Linked DNA regions of Mus musculus: region 2 is linked to region 1. The links are chromatin contacts, called in public Hi-C maps. All regions are on one chromosome and are shown on one strand. The core of a region is the stretch at or near the end of the contact, and the rest is flanking DNA. Distances in the headings are between cores, read along the strand shown.

The links. A called contact is a pair of places that touch in the nucleus more often than the background predicts.
Region 2: a contact with region 1 is called in a Hi-C map of B cells, with 6 read pairs. The contact joins the promoter of Ube2l6 here to the enhancer-like site in region 1. A contact is called at or near these places in 5 of 39 promoter capture datasets (cranial neural crest, liver, neutrophils and 1 more), 2 of 484 Hi-C or Micro-C datasets (B cells and brain), 1 of 115 datasets of contacts at active chromatin or transcription factors (astrocytes) and 1 of 9 other capture datasets (liver).

The regions. Positions count from the first base shown.
Region 1 is chr2:83,645,942-83,650,824 of GRCm38.p6, reverse strand. All of the region lies in intron 1 of Zc3h15 (zinc finger CCCH-type containing 15), which reads right to left. Among named protein-coding and RNA genes, the nearest start is that of Zc3h15, 3.8 kb to the right of the region's middle. Within about 2 kb of position 1,549, at least 17 of the 459 cell types and tissues checked have an H3K27ac peak or open chromatin away from gene starts, as enhancers often do. A contact at or near this core is called in B cells, where this site is marked.
Region 2 is chr2:84,795,434-84,800,602 of GRCm38.p6, reverse strand. It overlaps Ube2l6 (ubiquitin-conjugating enzyme E2L 6), which reads right to left and starts at 1,775. Exons shown (of 4, transcript NM_019949.2): 1 at 1,671-1,775. The coding sequence starts at 1,697.

The sequences.
Region 1 (4,883 bases), core at 300-2,799:
GAATACCAAAATTTGCTAGATGACATCAGAAACTAGGAAGAAGCCAAGGACTTTCTTCCCTTGTGGCCTTCAGAATGGAAACATGACCATGTTGACACTTAGGTTGGGAAAATAAATTGCTTTGTATTAGTTTTTGGGTAATTTGTTACAGCAACCCAAAGAAACCACCAATACAGTGAGATCTGCCCCAGCATGAATGGGTGATACTGCTATCTGAAATCTCTTTCATTTATTTAGTTTCATTTCTCTGCAAGGATCTGGCTAGGGGATTAATAAGCTTGACTGTAGGGCAGGGAAAGAAACAGGTAGTGGACGGTTATCTTTTAAGATTATGGCATAGATCCATTTGTGGACATTCCCAGGCCCATTTTGGTCTTTTTCGTGTGTGTGTGTGTGTGTGTGTGTGTGTGTGTGTAATGGGGTGGGATAAGGTAAAGGGCAAGTCTTAGTATGTAGCCCAGGAGAGCCACAGTTCCCTGAGTGTTTGGATAACAATAAGCACGGGCCACACGACACCAGGTTTCAGTCTCGCATTTTAACCATTTTCCCCATAGCCTCCGTGCCTAGTGTTTGAGAAGAGAACGCCTCTCCATCCCTCTAATGAGTATATACACCTGTTGTGGTAGAGTTGTCTTACAGAGTGGAAGTGGGTATTAACTACTAGCCACTCTAACATCTTTATTCAAGTTTTCAGCCTCTCACTTTCTACACTGTGTAGTATCACCTATCCTTGTTTTCCAGAATTCTACAGAGAAAGTTTACTTCACAACAGAGAGCACTCAGTCCTGCCTGCTGTTCCAAATCATTTACCAACTCAGCCATGAGCTGCCGACCTTAATATGTAGCTCAATGTTACAGATAGCACCAAATCTCAAAACAAAATCTGTACATTCTCTTGCTTATGAATGGTTTCACATGAGGCAAAAAAGTATTCTGAATGAAACTTGAGATCCTCTGAAAAGCATTTAGTCTGAAATAAAACTATCAAAAGAACTGTCTGAAGCCATAAAGCATACTCTTAAAGCATCGTAAACTCAATACTGCCTTTCAATGTTTTTAACAGTAAGAAGCTCAATGCTGTTTTGATTCTAAAGGTGATTATTCACTGGTAAATACTGCTTCACTCATTACCACTGACTTAACTTTTCTAAATATCTGCCTTCGGTTTTTTTACTATGTATGTATGTATGTATGTATGTATGTATGTATGTATGTGTGTGTGTATTTTTGAGGCAGGGTTGCTCTATGTAGCTCTGACTGTTCTGAAACTCAGTCTGTAGACCAGACTGGTCTTGAACTCAAGAGATCTGATTGCCTATGCTTCCCAAACACTGGGATTGAAAGCATGTAAGACTGCCAGGCCTGCCTCATGTTTTAGTACCCTAGCATGGTATTAGAAATTATACATGCATATTCTAAAGTTTATGAGTATGAAAAAAGGAAACACATTTACAAGCTGAAATTGTTTGGATCAAGCTATTCCCTGTTTGTACAAAAGCTCAATATTCTAGCTGATTCCCAGGTAAAATGGTCAAGGTTCACGTGTCAGATGGAAGGGCTACAACCAAGTATGAAATGTTCTACATTTTTTGTACAGTAATGAGCTACAGGAGCGAAAAAGGAGACCCGAGGTAAAACAAGATGACCAAAGTGCATCAGCACCTATAAGTACTTTGCCCTATATGCAAATACAGAGAAGCAGTAAACCGTGACGAAACAAGACCAAGCAGATACGGACACAGAAAGATTTAAACAAGGACAAAAAGGGGGTGGAGGTTGCACACAGGGACCTGGCAGCTCGAGAGCAAAGTATTTCCAACAGTAGTTTCTAGGAGAGGTATAAACTTCCAGATCTGAAAAGGGAAAACAACAAACGAAGCAGCAAGCTTCGAGGTTTAATCTCACTGCTTTAGTATGTAATCAACTATTTCTCTCAATTGTGAGCATAGAAACTTTGACATGTTTCAAAGTTCTATTTAAGAACATAACTTTGCTGGGTAACTGTGCTATAGGAAAAGTAAGTCCAACTTCAACTTTCTGAATTAGAAGATTTACAACAGTGAAGCACTATACAAAGTGGTTGAGAGCAAAGACTTGGGGCCCTACTTGCTGGGTTTAAACCTGGCTTCCTGATTGCCAGTTCAGTAACCTTGGACAATGTATTTAATCTTTGTGCCTGTTCTCAGTTGCATAAAAGGTACTAATACTTATCTGAGACAAATAAAGCAGCTTTGCATCATTTATACATGGCTTTCCCTTTGTCGTCACAGTATTGAGAAACTGAGAGCTGACTACCTGCCAACTAAAAATGATCTTTTTGAGCATATTTGATCTAAGCTCTTCCCACCACCAAAGCCTATGTTTTTTTTCAGAGCCATTCAGGTGAGAATGGTTTACCAAAAGCAGCCCCTCTCCCCCCAAGCCCCCACATGGATCCCATGCTGTCCTTAAACTGAATATATAGCTGAAGATGACCTTGAACCTGATTTCCTTGCTTCTATCTCCACAGTGCTAGAATTACAGAAACATTCCCACAGCCACCCAGTTCCTGCCGTCCTATAGAGTAACGTGGGGCTTCATGTGTGCTAGGCATGCATTCTAACTGAGCTACACCCCCAGTTACAAAGTCTTCTAAACAGAACATACTGAAATAACACTAGTACATCTTAAAAGTTGGATGGTTTACAACCTAAATTATCAATAAAGCCTTTCCCTGGGCTTGGGAAAAAATTTTACCTAAAAGTTGGCACAGGTTTAGGAGTGGGAAAGTATTAGGTAGGAAAGGGAGGTTAGAGTGAATCCGAAACTACAAAATAACTGAATGTATAAGGTTTCAAAAGTTACAGGGAAAAAGGGTGTATTTCAGTGGATGAATTCCGAAGACGATTGAAAAGGAGCTCAGAAGAGGCTGTAAGGAAAGGACTGCTTCCCTCTCCACATACCTAATTGTAGTCTTAACAACCCTGACCTCCTTTCTCCTCTGACCCTTAAGCAATCCTACTCCTTTTACAGGCCAGCTTCCGCTCCTTAAAGGTATTAAAAACGAAGCAGGAAAAAAGCCAACGCTGACGGTGTTCTTCTCAGGTAAGTAGGTTTTATTACTTGGGACCCTAGGGTAGGCAGAAGCTGACACCGCAATAACTCAGTAGTCCTGTCTCTGAAGACACAACCTAATATATTTTGTTGGCTATTTATGAAACAGAGACACTTTGCAAGTATTCAGCTTCAAGCAATCAACTGTGTACCTCAGAAGAAATTCACCAGCAACTAATAGTTTCTCAGTTCTCTTTACAATCCTGGGTCCTTTCTGCAGTCTAGATTACTATTCTTCAGAGCTGCATGTCCTCAGAGGACATATTTTTTTTTTTTAATCTGCTTGCCCTAAATCCAAACACACCCCCAACCCAAGTCAAGAATTATACTTATTTTTCTTTTGTTCTTTAAGACAGGATTTTGTACTGCACCCAAGGTTGACCTGGAATTCACTATGTAGTCTATGCTTGCCTCAAACTTGAAATCCTTGTGCCTCAGCTGCGATTACAGGCTCTGCTTAGTCTACGATCAGAATTTCTGTTGCTCAAAGCTGATTTCAAAGTATTATTCTGGCTGTAGGTAAACAAATGTTATATACTGTTTGGGAACAATATGTGAATGGAGAATAAAACTTCAACTTTACAATACTATGTGATATATTCATTTCAAGGAGAAAATACATACTCATAGTAAATCCATGATATCCCAGACAGCTTAAAAGAATAATAGGAAACACACATAATTTTCTTTTGTTTGTTTTATATGAAATTCAACTCAGAAGCCACAATATAAACTCACTGCATAGCTCCAAAAGTTGTCAAGACATGCTACGGTGTTAGAGAAATTATAAAATAAACCAAACTAGGCTTAATTCTATTACTGCATGTATTAGGATAATTTTAATCAATACTTTCTTTAAATGCACTTATCTTATTTGTTTTGCTTTTTTTGAAACTGGTTTCTCTGTGTAACAGAGCCCAGGCTGTCCAGGAACTTGCTTTGCAGACCAGGTTTGCCTAGAACTCTAAGATATCTACCTGTTTCTGCCTCCCCAGTAGGATTAAAGGTGTATGCCACCATGTCAGCATTAATGAATGTATCTTTGGAGATGTCTTCACTAATGAAAGCTAAAGTTGAGTTCTCTTTACTTCAAAAACAAAAATATTGCAACCACTAAAGAAACCAACCAACCAACCCTTCTTGACTAAGACTGTACAGAGCAGTGGTAGAATTCACCCCTAGAATGTGATGCCTTGGGTACAACCCCTAGAAAACCAACGAAATCTTGTTAGAGATGAAGGAAGACAAAATATATTCATGATTTTTAGGGCTAATAGACTATTATAAATAACTTTAATTTTGCTGTTGTCTTTCGATCGAGACAGGGTTTCTCTGCGCAGGCCCAGAGTCCTGAAACTTACTCTGTAGACCAGGCTACTCTTGAATTCAGAGCTCTACCTGCCTCTGCCCTTCTGAGTGTCATCTCCACTGTCAGGTGACAAAAATTAACGAAACAAAAAACCCTTTAGTCTCATTAATTAAAAGTGGTTATAGGTCCAAGTGGCCTGAAATACATTCTATAATGTTTTGTAACATTTATTTTTGAATGGAAATTTTACTGTTTTGTGGTCTATTTTATATTTATTCAATCTCAGTAGTTTGTAAGTAAAATGCTATTTCTGAATGTCCTTTGTTGGCACAATATTGAATTGCCACCAGATTATTATTCCCAGAGATTTAAGTCTCCCAAATCCTGATTTTTTTCTTCAGATGTAAAGGTGACAATTATTTTTCTTTCTTTTATTTTCCCTTGGACAAGAGTTTCTCTGTGTGCTCTGGCCATTCTGTAG
Region 2 (5,169 bases), core at 526-3,025, 1.1 Mb before region 1:
CATGATTGCTGAAACCCACACCAGTGCACACAGCTCCTCCCAAAGCCAGCTAGTAAGTCACCTGACTTAGGAGAAATGAAAGTGAAGGCAAACAGGCAGGAAAAGCCCTGTGAGTTAGACTCTTATCAGTCTGGGCTCAAATTCCAGCCCCATTACTTCTGCAGAATATCACTGGCCAGCCACGTTACTCTCCCTGATGTCTCAGTTTCCTCTTCCATGAAATGGGAAGACACAGTTATCTCACAGTTGTTCTAAGAGTTAAATAAAACAAACTGCCTGGTGCTGACAATTCCGGAGCAACAAAAGCCAGTCTACCTTTTAGCGTTGAGGTAGCAAATTACCCTTTGCCCCATTTAGTACCAGCCTAAAACCAACAAAGTTTAGTTCTGTTTTGGGTCTGCTCTGGACTTCTCCATCTCAAAAGAATTTTCTTTTTGAAAGATGAGGCCAGCTGGGTGGCACACGCCTTTAATCCCAGCACTGGGGAGGCAGAGGCAGGCGGATTTCTGAGTTCGAGGCCAGCCTGGTCTACAAAGTGAGTTCCAGGACAGCCAGGGAAACCCTGTCTCGGAAAGAAAGAAGGAAAGAAAGAAAGAAAGAAAGAAAGAAAGAAAGAAAGAAAGAAAGAAAGAAAGAAAGAAAGAAAGAAAGGGAGAGAGAGAGAGAGAGAGAGAGAGAGAGAGAGAGAGAGAGAGAGAGAGAGAGAAACATGAGGCCAGCAACCATCCCTTCTGTCTCCTGAGGAAGCCTTCCCCTCAATTCTGCAGACTAGAGGAGCACTTCGGGGAGACTCAAAGCCTAGCGGTACCAGCCCTGGCTCACGAGCATTTCTCCTCCACGATCTCTAATCCTGGCTCCATTCAGCGGTCTAGACATTCCTAAGGAAACTGCCCTTTTTTCATTCTTTCAGATAGTACCAAATAGTGTCTCATAGAAATGAACGTTCAAACGGAACAAGATTTCTGTTCCTTTTCTGCTCCTGCTGCCTGGCACTGGGCTAGTACAAAGTAGGCGTTTAGTAGCTGGAGCAGGACTGCATACAAATAACCTACTCAGAGCATAAATTGTTACTTCTCATCCAGGAACTAGTCTGTACGTTTTATTTCACGGTCTGTCCATTCACCACCCCACCGCCCAACATCACTCTTCTGTGGCCTCGGGTAATGTAGGTATCAAATTATGGGTGTATCCACTAGGCGGAGCAACAGAGCCCTTCCTGTGCCTTAGATAAGTTCCACTAATAAATTTCCAGCAGAAATTGAAAATGAAACCAGTTTGGAAAGCCCAATACATTGGAAACCATTTGGAAAGACCAGTTCATTCTCGTGGCCAGTACAGCTGATGACAACTTTTTTTGAAGCTGATGACAACTTTTTTTTCCAGACCTTCTCAATCAGGCCCCCTCCCTTCCTCCTCTCTTTCTCCCTCCTTCTCGCGCGCGCGCGCGCGCACACACACACACACACACACACACACACACACACCGCGCCTTTCTCCTCCCATTTCTCCATTGGGAAAAGGTGAGGATACCTGAGTTTCAGCCAGCCCTGGTACCCAAATAACAAAAAAAGCTCAGAGAGCAAGGGGGCAGGGGAGGGTTAGGGCAGGGCGGAAAGGTTAGGGCAGGGCGGGAAGGGGCACAAGGAAAGGGTCATCCTACATAGGCTTACTTTCGCCACTCGCTTGCTGGCCATCATCTCGGGTTGGAGCGTGGGGCACCAGCAGATTCCAGCAGGACACCGCTCTCTGAACTGCAGCTCCCGAGCCCCGCCCACGCTCCACTCCACCCACACCGACTCTAGCTGCAAAGACCTGCTCCCCACCCCTTTGGTGGATATCTGGAGGCTGCAGTCGAGTGCCCAGCTTGGCGATCTCGTATCTCAGCAACTCATGCTCCTTGCAGATCAGAGACTACGTCGGTGGAGCGCACTGCTCCTCTTGGTTCCTGCATCTTGCGGGGTACATCTCGTAGAAGCCAGGATGGGATTCATCTCCAGCCTCTGTCAGCTCCCCGGACGCTGAGAGCAAACTCGCCCAAAGCACAGATGAGATACTCTTGATGCAAAGTAGCTCCGGGGCAGGGCTCTCTGCGACCTCCGCAATGGAATTGTGAACCTACCACCTCTAAAGAAAGTCTCAGAATCCTGGGCCAAGTCACTTTGCCTTTGTGGGTTCAGTGCTCCGTTCTAAAAGAGAGTGGGGGGGGGGGGGTCAGTATAGACTTTATGTCCTCCGAGGACCGCTCCCTGAGTGGTACAGTCCAGCAGATGGGCAGAAACGCAGCGATGCTTCTTTTAGGTTGCTTGGTGCCCGAGCACCACTAGAGGACGCTGTTGGACTCATTCGCTTTTATTTTGGGCGTTCTGTGTTTTACTCTACTGAACACATAGAAAGTGTCTGCTGTGTGGCAATTTGGGAAAACGATGGGTGGCTGAAGCCTCGAGATAGATTTCAGGAGCCTATTATATTTTATCACCAACTGATTACAAACTATGGAACTACTGTGTGTCCAAATGAACAGCCAAGAAGTCTCTAGCCCTCTGCGCAAGAGTAAAGACCCCCCTCATCCCAGCTCAAGTCGAGGCCAAGGTGTAATAGCAGCCCCCAGCCTCTGGAAGAAGTTCTAGAGTTAGAAGGGAATCCACCTACCTGCCTCACCCATTCCAGCCCAGAAATTAGCATATTTTGAAGCCCAAGATTTTGACCCAGTAGGTCACATGATTTTTATTTTCCTGTCCAGGAACCAAATATCTGCTCTGCTTACATATAGGATGTGCTTGAAAAATGATTCTGGGGCTGGAGAGATGGCTCAGCAGTTAAGAGCATTGACTGCTATTACAGAGGTACTGAATTCAAATCCCAGTAACCACATGGTGGCTCACAACCATCTGAAATGAGATCTGACGCCCTCTTCTGGTGTGTCTGAAGACAGCTACAGTGTACTTACATATAGTAAATAAAGTAAATCTTGAAAAAGAAAAAAAGATTCTGGGTTCTTTTTTCAGTTCAATAACTTTAACCAGATACCTTCTAAATGCCAGCAATAAGCAGGACACCATCAGCAATCCCTAAATATAGTTTGGAGATAAGGGCATTTGAACCCATTTCTGGTTAGTAGTCTTAGTTAACACCAAGTGCCAGGTACTATCGATGGAACACATCAGATGGAGAAATTGTGGTGTTTGTCCTCTGAGGGGCTCTCAAGCAGTTGAAACACAGAGAGAAAATTTCCCTTCAGTATTTTTTACTTATTTATTTATTTATTTATTTATTTTCTATATATGAATAAATTGTAGCTATCTTCAGACACACCAGAAGAGGGCACCAGATCTCATTACAGATGGTTGTGAGCCACCATGTGGTTGCTGGGAATTGAACTTAGGACCTCTGGAAGAGCAGTCAGTGCTCTTAACAATTGAGCCATCTCTCCAGCCCCAGTATTTTTTTTTTAAATACCATTTTGTGTTGTTCAGATTGGTCTTAAACTTGATATGCAGCTAACAATGGCCTTTAATTTTTTAAAAATCATTTAATTTAATTTTATGTGTATGGATTCCTGCCTGCATATATATCTGTTAACTACCTGCATGCCTAGCAGAAGCAAATGAGAGCATTAGATCTTCTGGAACTGGGGCTAGAGACAGTCATCAGTCACCATGTGGGTGCTGGGAATTGAACCCAAGTCCTCTGGTCCTCTGGAAGATCAACAAGTGCACCTCCCCACTGAGCCATCTCACCAGCTGAACCTTTAATTTCAGGATTCTTATGCCTCCGTCTCATACCCTAAGACATGGGATCATGGATGTGCACTGCTTTATCAAGTGTTGTGCAGTGCTGAGGATTGAACCCAGGGTTTTGTGCACGCTAGACAAACACTCTACCAACTGAGCTGCATCTTCAGCCCAGAAAAATGTCCATTCAAGATCTGTGTTATACCTAAGCCTTTGTTCTTGCCCAAGCTATGGCATGGGTTATGCTTGTGGTAAGATAGAATAGGCAATGAATGGTCATGGCTGTAGGTAGAAGGCATGAGAAGCCATTTGTTAGTGTGATTACATATGGAAGATGGGTTTAGTGATGAAAGGGAGTGTGGGGTGCTTATATACTTGGGGGACAGAGTACAGATGATGCACAGCAGTGAAGGACCCCACTCCCAAGCCCCTGGCTTAGGGGAACTTTCTACCTGCGTGTACACAGGCCTTTCTCAACTTTCTCTCTGTTGACATTTGGGACCTGATCATTCTCTGTAGCTAGGATGTTTCATCAGCGTGGACTTTACCCGCTGGGTTGTGGCAGCACTCACCCCATCTGTGACAATAGAAAACGTTTCTAGATATTGGCAAAGGCGTCCTGATAGGTAAACACATCCCTGGATCAGAACCACTAGTTTGTATCTATTCATTGTCCCCAGAGTTGCCTTGAATATGTGACTGTTTTTCAAACCACCACCACCTTCTCAAAATGAGAATGATTCCGGAGCAACAAAAGCCAGTCTACCTTTAGCGTTGAGGTGTGTAGTTCTTTGAGTATGTAGTCCTGACTGGCCTGGAACTTGTTGGTGAACCAGGCTGACCTAGAACTCAGAGATCTGCCTGCCTCTGCCTACCAAGTGGTGGGATTAAAGGTGTGTGGCACTGTGGGAACTAAAAGGGGGACAGGGAAAAGAGGGGAGAGGGAGGATAGCCCATGCCTGGCCAGAGTTCCTCCTATGCTCTGAGGAGGAGGACGCAGGAGGGCAGCCAGATGCTTTCCACTTGGCCCTGAAAGAAAGAAAACTAAATTCAAGATTTCAAAACCCTAGCCAGAAAGTTTATTCAAGGTCCATGACTCATGTGGCTTGCTAGATAGGAGGGCTTTTTGGGCCTAGAGCAAAGAACAAAGGCTGTAAAGTCATCCCAGGAACCAACTAGCCATAAAGATAGGGAAGACATACAAGAATGTCCGGACTGGCCTGGCGCCTCCCTATCTCCCGCCCTTCTGACCTGAGTTAAATGATAACCAGATGCTCTGCTGTTATCTCAATCTGTGTGTACAGTCTGCCGATGTTTAAATGAACCAATCATGTGAAACCGTGCCTCCCCCAGACCCAGACCCTTTTCTATAAAAAACCCCAGCCACGTAGTCAAATCCACTGTCTCCTGCGTGAGATATGTTTCAACCCAGAGCTCC